2 separate regions of the Mus musculus genome follow, and region 1 is linked to region 2. The links are chromatin contacts, called in public promoter capture Hi-C maps. All regions are on one chromosome and are shown on one strand. Each heading gives the region's core, a stretch centred on a gene start, on an enhancer-like site or on the middle of the called end of the contact. The rest is flanking DNA. Distances are from core to core; before and after follow the strand shown.

Evidence for each region. Capture Hi-C pulls out chosen DNA fragments and counts their contacts.
Region 1: a contact with region 2 is called in a promoter capture Hi-C map of adipose tissue, with 2.2 times the contacts expected there. The contact joins two enhancer-like sites. A contact is called at or near these places in 13 of 39 promoter capture datasets (the 3T3-L1 cell line, 3T3-L1-derived adipocytes, cranial neural crest and 7 more), 1 of 484 Hi-C or Micro-C datasets (nephron progenitors) and 2 of 9 other capture datasets (adipose tissue and liver).

Annotation. Positions count from the first base shown.
Region 1 is chr12:33,125,716-33,130,839 of GRCm38.p6, forward strand. All of the region lies in intron 4 of F730043M19Rik (RIKEN cDNA F730043M19 gene), which reads right to left. Among named protein-coding and RNA genes, the nearest start is that of Atxn7l1, 19 kb to the right of the region's middle. Within about 2 kb of position 2,641, at least 47 of the 459 cell types and tissues checked have an H3K27ac peak or open chromatin away from gene starts, as enhancers often do. A contact at or near this core is called in adipose tissue, where this site is marked.
Region 2 is chr12:33,059,249-33,064,040 of GRCm38.p6, forward strand. It overlaps Cdhr3 (cadherin-related family member 3), which reads right to left. Exons shown (of 20, transcript NM_001024478.1): 7 at 2,400-2,548; 8 at 984-1,173. Among named protein-coding and RNA genes, the nearest start is that of Cdhr3, 31 kb to the right of the region's middle. Within about 2 kb of position 2,788, at least 54 of the 459 cell types and tissues checked have an H3K27ac peak or open chromatin away from gene starts, as enhancers often do. A contact at or near this core is called in adipose tissue, where this site is marked.

The DNA.
Region 1 (5,124 bases), core at 1,391-3,890, 66 kb after region 2:
AGCTTCTCTTTTTTTGAGGAAGAAACAGACTTCTGTCTTGTGATAGCTCTTGTCACAAAGAGTTTCCCGTCACGGGGTAAAAAAATGTAACAGATGGACCCAGACGTCTGTTCACGACCATCTTGTACAGATAAGGGAGGCCAGACTTGGGAAGGAGCTCAAACCTTAGAAGCCGAGTTGAAACCAGGTCGGTGCCAGGCATAATGCTGTCTGTGGTCTCACCTCCATCGAGGATGAAGCAGCAAACTGCAGGAGTTCAGAACCAGCCTGAGCGATATATCAGGATCCTGGAGAAAGGGGGGATGAGGGGAAAAGAAGGAAGGAGAGGAGGAGGAGGAGGAAGAAGAGGAGGAGTGGGGGGAAGACCAGTGGATGAGATAAATGGGGTGCAGAGAAAGGGGAGCAGAAGCAGGGGAGGAGAGGAGCCAGGTCTTTTACTATATCCTAGGGCTTCTGAGTCAAGCTAAAGCTGGCCTGGTAAAACTTTCCAGTGACATGAACTGATACAAATTCACCATCATTTTTAAAGCTAGTTTTCATTGGCAATTTTGCTTATGAAAGACAGAATCCCACTCCCAGCAGAAGCCATGTGTCTTTAGGCCACACCTGGGTTCTTCTGGTTGGGGTGAGACTGAATAAGGATGGATGTTTTGATTTCCTAGCACTTCTTGAGTCCCTACTATGTGCCAGACAGTGGTCTGTGACTCATCTTGCAACAGTACTGAGCTGGCTGAAATTGGTTTGTGACTACTCTTATCACAGTGCTGAGTTGGCAGAAATTGTCACTCACCAGGCTAGAAACTAAGACTGAGAGATGCATTTCTGGAGACCATTTGTGGCAGTCTCACCAAGAAGAGTGTTTGCAGTCAGGTGGCTCAGAAATTCTTCCTGGCTAGAGACAGGGCTGTGTCCCTTGGCCCCTCTCACTCCTTTCTGTCCTTCAGAACTTCTTGAATGTCAAAAAGAATGCCATCTCTAGGGACCTTGATGACTTATGAGGCAGAGACTGGTGTTGGGAGCACAGCCTGGATGCCCGGTTCAGCTCTTGTTAGCTAAAGCTGATGCTGTCTTAAGAAATGGTTGCTTCTCTGCTGCTCAGCTCAGACTGAAGGCCGGGCACCACATTCTGCAGTGGCACCTTGCCTATTGATTCAGTGGATTGGTTGTGTCCAACTGCAGGTCTCTGAGCTTGTGCTGGGCTCTAGCACGCTGTTTTCCACCTACACATCGAAATAGCCCTGCCTGCATTACTTGGGGGCGGGGCGTGCCAGAGTGTCTTGTCCATTCACCCATGTGAGACTCAACTTCATGGGAAGTTACATGAAGCACACAGCTTAGAACTCCATGCTACTTAGAAATGGTTATGCCAGGCAAACGAAATAAAGATGATTCTTGCCACAGCCCACCTCATTTGGGTAAGTCATTTGCTATTTCACTAAGCCATGGAGGTGACGCCAGTGAACATGGATTCTGAAAGACTGTGTAATTACCAGTCATTGGTAGTCTTAGATCACCAGTAACATCCAGTCTTCCAGTGCAGGATCTGAATACACAGGCCAGGAGAGTTTTGCTTAAACTCTTCCTGAGTAAGACAACGTCCCAGTAGGGCAGGTCTCTGGACGGTTTGTCACACCTATGATCTCTTATCAGTATCACAGACAGCCAATATAAAAACACCAGAGGACTGCTATGCCCAGGCAGTAGACTTTTCTCCATGAGAATAAGCAACCTAAAAGGAAACGCTTCCTTTAAATGCATTTATAACCCCTACCACATATAACATCACAGTGTTGTATGTGCAGGAAAACAGGGAAAGCCAAGGCTGGGAGACTATACTGGCAGAAGACATACCCGATGAAGGACCGTTATCCAAACTCCACAAGACCCTCTTAAAACCCAATAGGGATATGAGCAACGAACATAGTTTTAAAATGGGCAAACTCTCTGAACAGATGCCTCATCAAAGAAGATATAGAGATGGAAGACGCATCCAGTACTCGGGAATGAAAATGAGAGCAACAGGAAGATGCCATCATACAACCATTAGCGTGGCTAACATCTAAAAACACTGGCAGTGCCAAACGCTGCCAAGACTAGAAGCAGGGACTTCACTATGCTGCCGGTGGAACCGCCACGTTGGAAGACAGCTTGGCAGACTCACAAAACTAAATATACTCTTACCATATGATCCGGTAATCATGCTTTTTGGGTATTTACCCAAAAGATTGAAAAGTTATGTCCACACAGAAACCTGCGCGTGGATGTTTATCTCAGCTTCATTCAGACTTGCTAAAATGAGGAAGCAGCCAAGATGTCCCTCAGCAGGAGAACGGAAGAAAGGAAACACTGTGGTACATCCAGACAAATGGAGTATTACTCAGCACTGAAAAGAAATGAGCTGCCAAGCCATAGAATGACACAGAACAATCTTAAGTGCACACACAAGAAAAAGAGCAGACCGGAAAAGAACACCTACTGGGATGGTTAAGACAAAGCTGTGGCTTTACAGGGGGTTAGCAGAGAGCAGAGATAAATAAGCCAGGTATTTCTCAGGGCAGTGAAACCACTACAATGGTGGATATACAGGGGTGACAGTGATGACAGTGTCAGACCCTCATCTGTGACACATGTGCCACTTGGCTGAGAAATATTCATAGAGGAGGAAGTTACATGTTTTGGAAACTGTACTTCCTGCTCAGTTTTGCCATCAATCAAAAACTGCTTAAAAGAAAAAGCCTATCAAAATAGCAGATGTGGGCCAGGCATGATGGCACGAATGAGTGGGTTCCAAACTAGCCAGAGCTATATAGAAAGATGCCTTAATAAACAAACAAACGAACAAACAAACAAATGAAAGAAAAAAAATCAATAAACAACAAATTGAGCTGAACATGGGACAATTTGTAAGTCTCTATAAAATAGTATTAAGAGACTGTAAGAACCACAACATACAACTCAGCTGTGTTATTCTTGCCACAGAGAGATGCCAGAATCTGTTTCCATTCCTGGGTCAGAATACCAGCCACAGCCAAGGCAGTTTTGCCAAATCATGGCAAAGGTTTAATGGAAGCCTGCTCCAAATTAGCATGTCCATCATTCCTGACACACAGGCACTCTGAACCATGGAAGCAAGATGTTTCCACCGGAGAGTCATGAGCAGAGTAAAGTGGCTCACGAGACCCTGGAAACAAAAGCACAGAGTACAGATTGCAAAGTGTCCAAACACAGCCAACTGCCACGGCCAGTGCTGCACACACAGCACACGGCACACACACAAGCTGTTCACCCTCCGATGGCAGGAAGGTTGCCACGGAAAGATCGGTGTCACTGGTGTGGGGTCAAAGAAGTGGGGAGGGGGGGTGTGCAAATTCTTTCTCTCTCTTAGAGGCTTAGTCTGTTTAAATTGCCAGAGGCTCTGTGCAACTGTCATCTACATGCAAGCAGCCTTACTGGAGTCTGACCTATTCTAGAGCTCTAGAGATGCACCCACGGGTGATACGATTGCAGAGCATAAACATGGTGGCATGCTTTGGGATTTTGGAGAGTTGAGTTTTAAAACAAAAGCTAAAAGCTAGTCCCCATCAGAAGCTCTGCACAAAACAGGACTTTTCATGATGGCTCCTTTCAGGATCTTGTAAGCCATTTCTTCTAACTCACCACTCAGCAGGAAGCTGTTCAGCCATTCAAGCTGCCAGAGGGAGTGCTTCTGTCTCCTTAACCACACCCAGACCCCCATTTCCACCCTGGGTCAGTTTAAGTAGTTTCTGAACTGTTAGCAAACCAGGCATCCATCTAACTCCAAGCCTCTAGGCCACTCCTGCTGCCACCCCCACCCTCCACCCCCTCCCTTCTGAACCAATCACAAAGGAAGATCCTTCTTGGTCTGGCACTTGCTGGCTGTGTGACCTTCAGCACATTCCTGCAGACGTGTGTCTCTGCGGGGCTGCCAACTTGCAAATGACTGGCAGCAGCTCTCTGCGAATTAGCACTCCACCCTGCTTGTGGTGAACAGCACTAATCAGATAGTATGATACAGGCTGTTTAGTGGTTGCGGTGTAGGATTGCAGTGTTAGGTTTGGAAGGAAGAGAGACATTGCTAGAAACCCTTAAGATAGTGATTGCTTGCCTGTCCGTGGAACTGAAGACATATATATATATATATATATATATATATATATATATATATATATATATATATATATATATATATATATATATCATAGCAGCTACCCCAGGGTTCTTCTGGCCCATTGCCTTACTTGGTACTCAGAGGTATCTTTCAGATTCACAGGTACCATTTCACCCCTCCCTCCCTCCCTCCCTCCCTCCCTCCCTCCCTCCCTCCCTCCCTCCCTCCCTCTCCCCATTGTTTCTTCTTTTCTGTTTGTTGCTTGTGCTTTGCTCTGTTTTGTTTGAGGCAGGGTCTCATGTATCCCAAGCTAGCTACCAAGTGAGGGGGGCTGAGGACCACCTTACATTTCTGATCCTCCTGCCTCCACTTCCAGAGCGCTGGGATTACAAATGTGTGCCTCCCTGCCCAGCCAACTCCCTGCTCCCTTTTCTTTAGCGCTTGCCACTTAGCTTGCCACTGGGTTCAATCTTGACCTCCAAATGCCAGCAGGCAGGACTCTAGCTTGGTCCCCAGGATGCACAGTGTTCGTTTTAGCAGACTAGTTTTTGGGAATTGCATTATTTTATTTTATTTTTGCACACTGCCAAACTCTGGCAGCACATGAGGAGGGTGTGAGCCCGTTTTATACACCACACCTTCCACTGGGAAAGCCCAGCAGGTCTCACAGGGGGTCGCCCTGGGAAACAAGAGTCCGGATTCTAAGCCTCCAAGCCAGGCTTCATGGAGACAACATTCACCCAGGAGATGCGGGAAGGTTGCTTAGGAGACAAGGCGGCTCTAACAACCGAGTTAGAACAGTAAATAAAATTGCCATCTGTTGAGTTCTTAATATGGGCTAGGCACCGTGCCAAGCGTTTTACAAGTGTTAGCTATCTCCTTTTTAAACCTGCTTAAATTGTGGAATAAAATACTCCTGGATTAAAGTGTTCAAAACAAATGCATGGTATAAGGAACAATCACAGGGCAAACAGTGCAGTTACCTCCAGGGTCAA
Region 2 (4,792 bases), core at 1,538-4,037:
TTTAGCATGGCCATGCTATGTATTAAATCTGCCCCAAATCACCAGGAGCAAACCCGGAAAAAAAGCAGTCAAAGATAGCCCAAGAGACTCTGCCAATAAGGTCATCAAAACAGAGGCCAGTTCTGATACTCAGTTTCACTTCAGATGCAGGGCACTCTGCCCACAAAGGGTCTTTGCTGAGATGCACTCCACCCCCAAACTGACCCCATTCAGACTTCCAGGGACTGGCTAGCAAAAAAACATGGAACTCAAGCTATTATGGAAGAATTCCCAATTGTGTGGCTTTTTGATAAAATAGCAGCAAAATGAGCAAGGGTATGTTCTGTGTGTATCCAGAGAGTCTGATACCTCCTTCTGACCTCTGTAGGAAACCAGGTAGGCATGTAGTGCACAGCCATATATTCAGGCAAAACACTAACATACATAAAATAAAAATAAACAATTATTAAAAGGCTTTACTTTAAACTGATTGTGAATTAACTGTGAGTCAAAGAACAAGTGAAAATAATATAACTCATGTCTCAGATACATTCTGTATTTCCCCTCCACATGTATGCAATTAAGTCGTGTCAGGTGAATTAGATTTTTGTTTCGTTTTACCCACTGACTTGTTTTGATTTATTCATATTATATACTGAGATTTCTTTGGGAGTGCTTGGTTACTAATTCTGACTCTCCAGCATCTATTACAAGTGCTAACAGCACCATTTCACCCCTGGCAGTAGTAAGTAAAGAAAAGACACAGTCCAGAGAGGGCCTGTGGTGCAAATGGAACAAAATTAAAAAGCTGTAAAAACAGGTGGAAAGTGAAGGAGAAATAATGAGGAGGGATGGAAATGGGTAAGGAATAACAAAACGATCTTTGAAGGAAATGGGACACCTCAAATCGGCTTGTAGAGAGTCAGTCCCCAATGCCATGCCTTATCAGAGAATCCATGGGTCAAGCACCACCCAAGAGGGGATACATTCCAACTGGTGACTACCTGAAAGTGAGCTTTCTGCATGTTGCAGGGTTGTCATTGATGTCTTCCACAATGAAGGTTATCTGCATGCGGTTCTCCTGACCCCCAGAGGGCCTGTCTCTCACTCGAACTTCCAGAGAAATGATGGGATTCTGTCTCAGTTCGCCTGCATCTCGATCTAGCCTTCGGGCCACTTGGATTGTCCCTGTCACTAAGGAGGCAAAGATTAGAAGACAATGGAGAACACAGGAAAAGACTGTGCCAGAATGATGATCAGCTTGCACCGGGAATAGCCCCTCTACAGACATGTCGTGTGTTTCTGGGTTTGATGTTTATTGGAACACCTGACCTGATCTTTCTCTAAAGCTACACTTTACAGTTCAGGGTTGGGCCCTGAGTACAGCACTGTCCACTGCTGACAGAACTGGTGGGTAGCTGACTTCAATTTGATCCACTGGATTCTCTATTGGAGAATCTGTTGCTAAGAAACACACATCGGAGAGTGAGTGAGCTACAGTTGGAGCTGCAGGCAAAAGCCCAGAACTTGAGCTGCTGAGGTCCTCTGCCCTGATTATCTGACTCTTTCTTATGAGATGTGCCTCTTCCTCCCCTCTCCCCTCCCCTCTCCCCTCTCCCCTCTCCCCTCTCCCCTCTCCCCTCTCCCCTCTCCCCTCTCCCCTCTCCCCTCTCCCCTCTCCCCTCTCCCCTCTCCCTTCTCCTCCTCTCCTATCTTCTCTTCCTTTCTACTGTCTTGTGCTTAGCTAGATTTGCTGTCACTTTTATTACTTGGAACCAGAGTCTTAGTTTAAATACTCAGAAAAAAGGTGTGGGAAGTTCGGAGGTAGAGTGTTTGCCTAGCATAGATGAGGTCCTGGGTTGAATCCCCAGCACTGTGGTGTGTGTGTGTGTGTGTGTGTGTGTGTGTGTGTGTGTGTGTGTCACTGGGCAGTGGTGGTTCATGCCTTTAATCCTAGTACTCAGGTAGCTCTCTGAGTTTGAGGCCAGCCTGGTTTACAGAGCAGGTTTCAGGTCAGCCAGTGCTATAAAGAAAAACTCTGTCTCAAGAAACCAAAACCAAACAAACAAACAAACAAAAAGAAACTCACCACAAAATATAATTTTCTTTATATCCTTAAGTCTTCATTTTTACACAGATGGTGACATGTGCATTCTATTTACAGGGGTTGCACCTTAATCATAATGGCAGTTAAGAAGAATATTTTCATATTTCCCATAAAGGTGAAAGGTAACCCAGCTGCTCACACACAGACCTCCTCAGACCACCATTTTGGTGGGTGTCTGCTGCCTTTAACACGCCCTTTCCCTGACAAGTAAGGGTGAACCTAGATAGAAAGGCCTGAGGGAAGAGAAAGCATTGTAAAACCCACTCAACATTCACATTCGAGGATGCAGGAGAGGCTACTGTGCATGACTCACGCTGGTCTACCATGAAATAGCTGCTGGTGGTAGTGATGCTGTAGAGGAGGCGGCCAGGAAAACCCTCATCATCAGGATCCATTGCTGTGATGTTCGCCACCATGGTTCCTAGAGGCACTTCTTCTGGGACAGAGTACACTCTCCTGGGGCTGAAACAGAAACACTGCAGCCGTGGCTAATTTGCAGGGCAGGGGAGGGTGCAGACTGGGTGGTAGGTATTTTGGTGTGCGCTAAATATAGCACCGCACGGCTTGTGCTGCATCAACATGCAGAGAGAACACAGCAGCTGAGAGGAGGGGTGACTGCTGTCTGTATTTCACATCCTTGCGGATGCAAAGAAGAATGCCAGGCCATTACAGCAGCAATTTAGGTGGTCACAGCCGCTGCCTGCCTGCCTGCCTGATGCCTGTCCTATCCTTAACATCCTCTCACATAAAGACACTTCCTCTACCCAGTCAGCTTCTCTCCTCCCAGTTTCTGTTCAAAAGGTGTCTGGATTCTTTTTAAAAACCCATCTGGACAAGATGTTCAGAGCCTCAGGCTTCTTAATTTGTGCTTGAGTCCCTTCCTGTGGATGATGCCAGAAGCCCAGTTTTGTGTCTTCTCTAGAATCTCTGGTCTTTGTTTCATCCCCTCCCCCCTCCCCTCCCCCTCCCCCCTCCTCCTCCCCCTTCGTTGTTGTCAACTTCTTCGTCTTCTTTCTTCTTCTTCTTCTTCTTCTTCTTCTTCTTCTTCTTCTTCTTCTTCTTCTTCTTCCTCTTCCTCTTCCTCTTCCTCTTCCTCTTCCTCTTCCTCTTCCTCTTCCTCTTCCTCTTCCTCTTCCTCTTCCTCTCCTCCTCCTCCTCCTCCTCCTCCTCCTCCTTCGCCTGAGGATACAACTCTTCCACATGGAACCTGGGCATCTTTCCAGATGGCATTCCCCATGAGGCCAGCTCTCTAAGCCTCTGGCAGTTAGAAGTCATCACACTGTTCTCCAAGGGGCACTGTGCATATTATAACTCCACGTGCCTGCTTACTGACCTTTCTCAGGCTCCAAGCTTTTGTAAAAGGTCAGAAGTGAGATTATTTCAGGGGTGCAGAGTCACCTTTAATTTTCCTGTCTTAAGGTGCCACTTTCCCATGCCCTCCTTGAAGGAAGGCAATCTTCATCTCTGCTCTAAATGGCTGCCTTCATGTAGGGGGGGCCTCGGATCATTTAGCTGCCCCTGACTCACCACAGCTGTCCCATAGGGAGGGCCAGAGAAAACAGACACAAGAGAGAGCCTCAGGCTGGATTAAGAGAGAAGCAGAGACAATCTGTAGCCAGGACCTCACACTAGCCTACCCCATGGGCTCTGCCCTGAATCCTGGGCCCAATATTATGCGTGAGGAGGGTTCTTCCACCATGTATTTCATTGTTAGGGAGGAGCATGCTCACTTTGTCCAAAAGGTGGCTCCAATGCTTGGGCCTCCTTGCCCAGTGTCCCCCAGAGTCTGTGACTTTGGTGGGGTGAACCAGCAAAGCCAGGGGTAGCAGGGGCCAGAGACAGAGTCAGAGGAAAGAGACAGCCTGTCTTCTATAACCAACAGAATCTTGTTTCTAATGCAGGATGGTTTTGTCTTCCATCCACTAGATTGGGTCTAGGAACTTCCTAGCCAGGGTCATAAGGATGCTTGGTGGTCTGAATGATACAATGTTCCACGGGAGTGTCTGGCATTTGAATATTTGCTCCCCAGTTGGTGATTTTCAAGGGGAGGGCTTAGAGGGTGTGGTCTCACTGGAGGAAGTCTGTCCCTAGAGGCAGGCTTTGAGGTTTCCAAAGACTCCTTTCCAATTTGATCTCTGGTTCCTGTTTGAGGTTAGAGCTGTGAGCCCTCTGCCATTATTCTGGCTGCCATGTCTGCCTGCTGTCATGTTTTCCTGCTGTGTGATGATGGACTCTTATCCTCTAGAACCATAAGCTCCAATTAAACCTTTCTTTGTGTAAGTTGCTTTGGCTGTGGTGTTTTATCACAGCGAGAAAAAAAGGATAATACAGATGTTTCGCGGCCTGCACAGACTGGTCCTGGCTTTCAACATTACTCCCTGGATCAGCAATACCAGTGTCACCAGTGAGCTCCGTGGGAATGGAGATTACTGAGCACTTAATGGAGCCCTGAATGTCCACTGAAAAAGCCAGGGATACGCATATAGTCTCCAGTGTCAGTGGTGACCATTAGGCTTCTAGGACAGTAAGAAGACAACATAGGGGGAATATTTGCCCCATCCTTCTGGGCAGTGGTTCCAAGCTGAGAGATGATTACAGCTAGACACATTTTTTTTGGTTGTCACAACTTGGGGAGGGAGCCGTTCTTCCCACCTTGAGGGAGATGCTGCCAAACACACTCCGTCACACAGGACAGCCCAGTCACAG